Linked DNA regions of Oryctolagus cuniculus: region 1 is linked to region 2. Evidence: chromatin contacts called from public Micro-C data. All regions are on one chromosome and are shown on one strand. The core of a region is the stretch at or near the end of the contact, and the rest is flanking DNA. Distances in the headings are between cores, read along the strand shown. Region 1 holds the start of ZNF277 (zinc finger protein 277). Region 2 holds the start of IFRD1 (interferon related developmental regulator 1).

The links. A called contact is a pair of places that touch in the nucleus more often than the background predicts.
Region 1: a Micro-C map of ear pinna shows a contact between it and region 2, with 7 times the contacts expected there. The contact joins the promoter of ZNF277 here to the promoter of IFRD1 in region 2. A contact is called at or near these places in 3 of 6 Hi-C or Micro-C datasets (ear pinna, embryonic fibroblasts and an unstated tissue).

Annotation. Positions count from the first base shown.
Region 1 is chr3:131,519,401-131,523,312 of mOryCun1.1, forward strand. ZNF277 (zinc finger protein 277) reads right to left here and starts at 1,778. Exons shown (of 12, transcript XM_008258387.4): 1 at 1,624-1,778. The coding sequence starts at 1,714. DOCK4 (dedicator of cytokinesis 4) reads left to right here and starts at 1,932. Exons shown (of 54, transcript XM_051849660.2): 1 at 1,932-2,327.
Region 2 is chr3:131,235,707-131,239,321 of mOryCun1.1, forward strand. IFRD1 (interferon related developmental regulator 1) reads right to left here and starts at 1,822. Exons shown (of 12, transcript XM_002712045.5): 1 at 1,500-1,822. The coding sequence starts at 1,593. It overlaps LOC138849026, which reads right to left and starts at 2,026. Exons shown (of 1, transcript XM_070071106.1): 1 at 1,598-2,026. The coding sequence starts at 2,026. The coding sequence ends at 1,637.

The DNA.
Region 1 (3,912 bases), core at 528-3,027, 280 kb after region 2:
CATAAACTTGGACTCTGTGATTTCTCAAGTAACACAATCAGTAGTCAAGGATATATGTTTATTGTATATAGAGTTGTTTATAACAACATTATGGAAAAGCTAAGGCCATATAGTAGAGGAATGGTTGGAGGATGGCACATCCATATTAGGGAATATGATGTGTACAGTCCTTAAAATATGAACAATCAAATGCACTGTTTATAGAAGATTATCTATAATAGATTATTGAGAGAAATATGAGGCTTGTACATCTTTGAGTTTACACAGTATTATCTCTTTATTAAAACAAAATCAGAATACTCACAAAACTCCATTTATTAGTTTGGAAGTTGGACTGCGAGGTAGGGAATCTTTTTTTAAAAAAATTTTTTTATTTTATATATTTCTAAATGGTGTGAAATGTTTATAATGAAAACTATTATAACTTTAAGGTAACTAATGATTTTTAAATGTTCTACATTTTTAAAGGGAATATCCGGTTTTCGGTTTTTTTTTTAATGAGTTAATCTGTGAGATAAATTCACCAAAATTTTCATCTTTCTATCTTAAAGAATCTGCAAAATCTTAACAGTCTGTTACCATCAGACAAGAGTAGAATACATGGCCAGCCCCAAAACAAACCAGTTGGGAAGTGAGCATAACTCAGTATTTAACTCGGGAATTTGGTAGAGGTATAGTTGAGTTCCACTGATGGGGGAAGTGAAAGAAAACACCTCATCTCTGTGCTGCTGAGGCTGCAGGTTTAGGATTAATGCCAGTTTAACCGTGAAAACAAAGAGAAACCAAAACCAGCCAACCCCAAACCCTCCAGGAGGACTGTACCGAGAACCGGATTCAAGTCCCAGATCTGCTGTCCACCAGAGAAAAGATAACTTGCGGTACTAAGTCAAACAGCGGGACGGGGTTAGGACAAGCAATGGAGCGGCCCGCCCTAAAGACCACATACTTGCCGTTTCGGAAGTTTGTGTTTTGACCCCTACAGCACATCAGAGGGCAAGGTCAAAGTCAGGCGGAGCCACAGCAGCTGGAATGATGTTCACAACCCTTCTCCGAAGCCACGAGTGCCAACCACCCCTTTCTCTCTCCAGTTGTATTTTCTGTCTCTTTCCCCCAGCGCCAGAGACCCGGAGGCTGAGCCGCGCGCGTACTTTGCCTTCAGAAGCGGCTCTAGACAGCCACCGGGTCGATCTGCCGCTGGAAATCCGCCCACCAAACCAAACACGTCTCTGTGGCCAGGCCAAGCAGAGGCGAGGGCAGCGTACTGGCGAAGAAAAAGAGCTGCTAATCCCAGCCTTCTAATCACACACGCGGAACTCGACCCGACCCACACCCACTCAGCAACGAGCGCAAAGCCAGGAGCTCCCAAAGCTGAAGACAAATGCCCAGCGAGCTTCCCCGGCTGCAGGCAAGGGTCTTCCACCCTATTTTCTCCGCCCTCCCGGGAGAGCCCCTACCAAGAAGCCGCCCCCGGCCCCACCCCACGCCACTGGACCCCGCCCGTGGACCTCTCGCGCCCAGGTGGCCTCAGAGCTGAAGAGTTCCCAGAATCTGACCTTAATCAGCCGCAAGTCGGGTCGTGGAGAAAGGAAGAAGTCACCTGCATCTCAGGGGCACCGTACTCACCTGCATTACCACCACTCCCAACTCCACCGCGGGTCCCACCACAGTCTTCCTCTAGTCCGGCAGCAGCCCCCCAGGCCTTTGGTGCAGCCATTGCCCGGCTGAAAGGAAAGGGGAGGGCCGCGGGGCGGGGCGGGCCTAGGCCGCCACCAATAGAAACGCGACTGGAGGAGAACTCCCCGTCGACAGGCTGTTTCCTCCCCGCCTAGGCCAATAGGACGTGACGATCGGAAGCCTGGTCTCCGCCCCCTAGCCGCTGCCACCACGCCTCTTTCCGGGACAGGAACTACAATTCCCAGCGTGCCGCGGGGGCCCTGGGCAGGGAGGGCCGGACAAGGCGCTGACGGGCGGGGGTTCGCCGGAGAGTGCCCCGGCGTGTTCGCTTAGTTCAGTGAATCAGAACAATGACTGCGCCGCCGGGTCCCCGGGAGCGCGTTGGAGGACTGTGAGCAGCCGCTGCCGGGAGAGCGGCGGGCGGCGCAGCCTGTGCGGCGCGGTGTCAACGCCGGCTTCGGGAGCCTCCAGCGCAGAACCTGCCCAGCGTCCACAGCCCGCTCGGAGCCGCGGGGCTCCGGCGCTGCAGCCGCTCCTCAGGAGCTGTGCATTGTTGTGATCGGGAGAAGGGGCGCGGGGATTACAAAGCCTGAAGACCCCGGAGCCCCCGGTAGCCATGTGGATACCTACGGAGCACGAGAAATACGGCGTGGGTGAGTCTCCGCGGGGCGAACTTTTATTCCGCCCTGGCTAGAGCGGGTGCGCATTTCTTGTCCTCGGCCCCGCGCCCCTCTCGCTCGGCCCGCCTGGAAATGCCGAATCCTGGTCACGGGAGGCGGGTCCGGGGCACTGTCGAGCCGACCCGGGGAGAGGGGGCGCGCGCCGGGCTCTCGCCCCCGCCGCCCGCTCGGCGCGCCCCGCACCGGCTCCCGGAGCGCGGGGCTGTGTCTCGGAGTTTGGAGTGGCAACGGGCGCGAGCGTGTCAAGTTGGGAGAGGAGGCGAGAGGCACCCCTCTCCTCCCTTCCCCTTCTCCCCGGGAGATGGCCGTAGGCTGCAGCGAGTCCCCCCGGGTGGAGAGGGAGGCGGCAACGGTGGCGCGGCGACAGCACCCCCAGAGCGGCGCGGAGGCGCGAGGTGTCTCCCCGCCGACTGGCTTCCACATCCCGGGCCCGAGTGCGGAATGTGCCCCAGCTCCCCCGAGAGCCGCCCCGTCTGCCGGAGCCCGGGTGGAGCCTCGTGGCTCGCTCCCATCCCGGGTCTGCTGGCCGTGCGCGTTGCGGGGCTGGGGCCGGGGCTGGTGAATTTCACCCTGGGCGCCGCGGCGCTCCCGGGTCGGGTGGGAGGAGGGAGCGGGTCTGTCAGCGGTGCCTGTTACTTCTGGGCGCCCTGGCTGCCGGGGTGGGGGTGGAGGACGGCGGTGGAGTGATAATGAGGAGGGGATGGGAAAGCTGGGGCTTCGGGCCGGGGAGCCGCTCTGGGGGAGGGACTGCCCGACTCGGGCGCTGGGAGGAAGAGGAGCAGGGTAGCGCTGGCTGTGCTGTGCAAAGGTGAACAACAAAGGACATTAATGTTGACTGATGAATACAGGAATCTCCCTTTCCCTCCCTCCTCCCTTTGCAGGCGGATTACAGTTCCCGTTTTTGTCGTTTCTTTTCAGCCCAGTCGCCCTTTGACAGTTAACTCCTTTTAGGGTTGAGACTATTAAGACAGGCTCTCTGACAAGCCTGCAGCGGCCAAATGCAATTATAACCTCCCAGAAGGTCTACCAGAGAAACACAGAGAGCATTAGGGATCTCACTAACAATCTTTATTTCCTATAATGCCCTGTCCTGCTGGCTGGCGCACTTGTTTTTCTTGGGGACAGATCTGGTGATTTAGATCAAGTGTAAGGTATCTGCTTATGTTCTAAATGCGTTTTACTGCAATTTAACAAATCTGGACAGCCTTTCCAGTCGTAATCACAGGGGATTTTTTCTCCACCTCCCCGCACCCCCTCCCCCAACTTCGCCCAGAGCTGGGACTTTGGAATCCACAGAAATGACTATTGATTATAAACAGTCATTCCCGATTTTTACACTAGCTTCTGTTCTGGATTGGGACTGCTCAGCAAGACAATAGTTTGTACTGGACCCACCTTCGGGAAAGGTTTCCAGCTTTTGCTTCTACTCAGTGTAAGGGGAGCCTTTGCCAGTTGCTCCGCTGGCGTGGAGTTGAAGCTGATGGTGGGTGTTTTCCTGCTCCTCACTCATCTATTTTACTGGTTGGGGGGCTGGGGATGGCGGAGGTGTCTATTAACC
Region 2 (3,615 bases), core at 572-3,071:
CCAGAAAGCTTCAGAAGGGATATATATGTCTGTGATTCATAGAGGTCATTACTGACATCATTACCATTTTCAAAACGACTTTAGCTTCCTGCTTCCCCATTGCCTCTGCTTTATCAACAAAAGGCAAACTTATGAAGAACACAGTCAATAAGGATCTAGATGGAATTCAAATGTTTAGTTCAGGTGAGAAAATACTGAAACACAGAGGTAAGAAGTATCCTCAATTCACACAGATGTCACAACTTCTCACCTTGCTATAAACAACGAATCTCAAGAACACGCACAGCATGTACGAAATTACAGTTCTAATAATCCATTCCCAATGTTAAATGTTTATCACATGATCACAAGTTTTTGTGCTGCCATAAAACTTATAGGAAAGCTTTCTAAACACCTGTTCCCAATCATCTTTGTCACCGTAACTGGCATACTTTTCCAATGAACAAAGGAATATCACTCTGAGTGTCAAAAAGTGGTATCTGTGTCAACAAATACCTAAAGGCTAACGTTAGCTCCAATGTTACTATGTCTGAAAATATGATACTACTTAACACCATAATCCCAACAAAAGAAACTACTCAGAAATGACTTTACGAAGTTTAATACTGGATTTGAGTTTGGTATGGTGTCTCCGGGGGGAGACTTTGTAACTGTTGGCTAGTTACACACACTGATTCAGTTAAGCACTTACCCATTCAGCAAAAGCTTCAGTTTTGCAGTCAGGACACAAAACCCCTAAACTTTCAGCCAACTGCAACGTAAGCTCCTCACCACCCCTGCTACTCGGGCCTCACGGCAAAAAACGCACAGGATGCAACACAAAGGAGAACGTGTTTTTTGCCCCCGGGTCGCCTGGGCTGCCGGCAGTAGGGCTGGGGACTAAAGCAGGTGCCAGCTAGGGACATGAGCTCAGCCTGCAGTGGGGCGATGTTCCCCAGCCTCCGACTCCTCGGCCTGAACAAGTGAACACGCGGGACGCGCCAAGTAGCAGCGGGATGCGAAGCCACTCGAATGCCTCTGCGTCATCCTCGTCCCTGAGCCCAGGCCGCGCGTGACGCGAGAGCCCATCCAAACACGCCGGACGTTTGGCATTCCCGAGAACTCCATGTTGGAGCCTGGGGATTGCAGGCGGCCAGTGACAGCATGGGCGCCTCGTCGGGCCTCAGAGCGCCCTACCCCTGGTCAGCGGGAGCTCGCCACAGCCGTTAAGAGCAGCTCCTGTCCCGCCAGCTCCCGGTCACCCCACACACTGCCAAGCCCACGGACCCATTCCTCCCCGCCCCCACAGCCGGTGTCCAGTAGTCCGGTTCGCAAGCCAGGCTCAAATCGCGCGAGACCGGGGCCCTAGGCACGCTGGGAATCGTAGTTCGTCAGCCAAACCACCCGCCCTGGACTCGCAACGTCTGAAGGAAAGAAAGAACTACAACTCCCACCGCGCCCTCGGTTAGGCCAGCCCAGCCGGCAACCGGGATGCCGGCGTCGGGGATATCATTCCTTACCTGCCGTTGCCGCCGTCGCCGCAGCTGCCCCTGAGCCGCCGCCGCCACCACTGCCACCGCGGTGGGGAGCGTTCCGCTTCTTGTTCTTCGGCATCGTCGGACGCCCGGTGCCGCCTAAACTCGGAAATTAGCGAGGATCAGCCGATGGAGCTGCACTTTTTACTCGTGCGTCTGTGCGGCGGGCGGCTGAGAGGCGAGTCTTCGGCTAACAAGAGAGGCGAGAAGCGGCGCGGGTAAGAGTGGGCGGTGGCGGCAGCAGAAATCCCCGTGAAGAGCTGTGATCGGAAACGATACATGTTTCTCTCTAGCGCGGGAGCTAAGGCGGGGCGGGCGAGGCCTCCACGCCTTAAGTAGCAAGACCGCCGACCGTCGTCACCATGTGTAGGCGGGACTCGAATTCTCACTAGCCAATCCCCGCAGATCTCCCCACTAGCGTCCACTCCGGGAGGCGCCTGGGACCGGACTACGACTCCCATTGCCGCCAGTCTCCCTCCAGCGCTCGGGAACGCGCCACCGATGCCGCGCATGATTCTGGGAAATGTAGTCTTTATGGAGTTGGGGGGGTCTGCGCTCCAGCTCCTCCCAGCTCCCCTCTGAGGGCTCCTCTGCCCACTCGCTTCTCCTGTCGTGACCCAGCCCCCTGCCTCGGCGCGGCCTCCGCCTTGGGATTGACTGCGTTAGTCACCAGTGATGAGCCATAGGCCGGGTATGCGGGAGGCCCAGAGCCAGCTTCCAACAGGGAGCCACGCAGTCCTCGCGACTCCTCTTTCCTTCGGCGGGTCGCGTTCTTTTTCACCGTTCCCCTACTTCCGTGCGGCCTGTAAGGAACTATATAATCCATGCTTGGGATCTCCGCGGTTTCAGCGGTTGAATTAGTTCAGCGATCCTCCCTCCTGTAGTTCAGGGCTACGTGCCGCCTGTGCTGCACTCCCCAGAATGCGTGCTTGTATCTCGCTAGTGTGTTTCTGTCTAGCTCGCGTTCCAGGCTGCACAGATCTGGCGAACCAGTGTCCGAGGTTCTACACCAGAACGTATCGTTTGACAATTCTACCTGCCAGTGGGGAGGTCAATTTTGGATGAAGCAAACATGAGCTTTAAATATCAGTAATTGGCAGTGGGATTTTTTGTTTTGTTTTTTGTTGCTCAAGGTGCTCCTGAGCAATAACAACATCTAAATACATTACAACACTTGTTATGTATTTAGAGCCTATTATTAGGTTCATATATTAACCATGTTTATGACAGACCAAACTCACCTACTCACCTCTTAGGAGGTGACTCATCCACTACACCACCTCTTACCTGGGCTCTATTCTCTTAGGTCCCACTTGCATCGTAACCCAGCATCTCTAAAATAAATAATATTTCCCTCTTCCTGTCTTCCTTTTGTGTGTTTACTGTGCTATTATTATCCTCCCATGTGTTCACATTCCAAGACTCATAACATTGTTCCTGTTTCTCTCTCTTTAGTGCCCCCTCCAAAAAAAAGTTAGCTCTAAAACAAAACTCTTAAATGCATACCCTGTTCCCCACTCACAAATGGCTTCAGTCCATGCCCGCACATTTTAAGGAATCTCCCAGTCTTTATCCATGTTTTATGCCACAATAATGCTGCTGGGGCTGGCGCCGTGCGTCCCATATGGGCACCAAGTTCTAGTCCCGGCTTCCCCTCTTCCAGTCCAGCTCTCTCTGTGGCCCGGGAGGGCAGTGGAGGATGGCCCAAGTGCTTGGGCCCCTGCACCGTGGCTTCGGCTTCAGATCCGCGCAGCGCCAGCCGTGGCGGCCATTTGTGGGGTGAACCAACAGAAGGAAAACCTTTCTCTCTGTCTCTCTCTCTCATTGTCTATAACTCTACCTGTCAAATAAAAGGGCGGGGGGCGCTTTCTCCTAGCCAGGCTCTGACTTCTTATTCAAGAGAGAACACCCTCCTGAGGTTTTTGCCTTGGTCAGAATGGTGTCATATGATAATCCCTAGCTGCAAGGAAGCCTAGAAGATAAGTATTTCATTTGGGCTCATTGACAATCAAATCTGAGCTTCTGTTGGTAGGAATGAAGGGGAACATAATGGATGTAAAATGGGCAACTAGTATGTCTGCCTCATATACTGTGAGGCGGA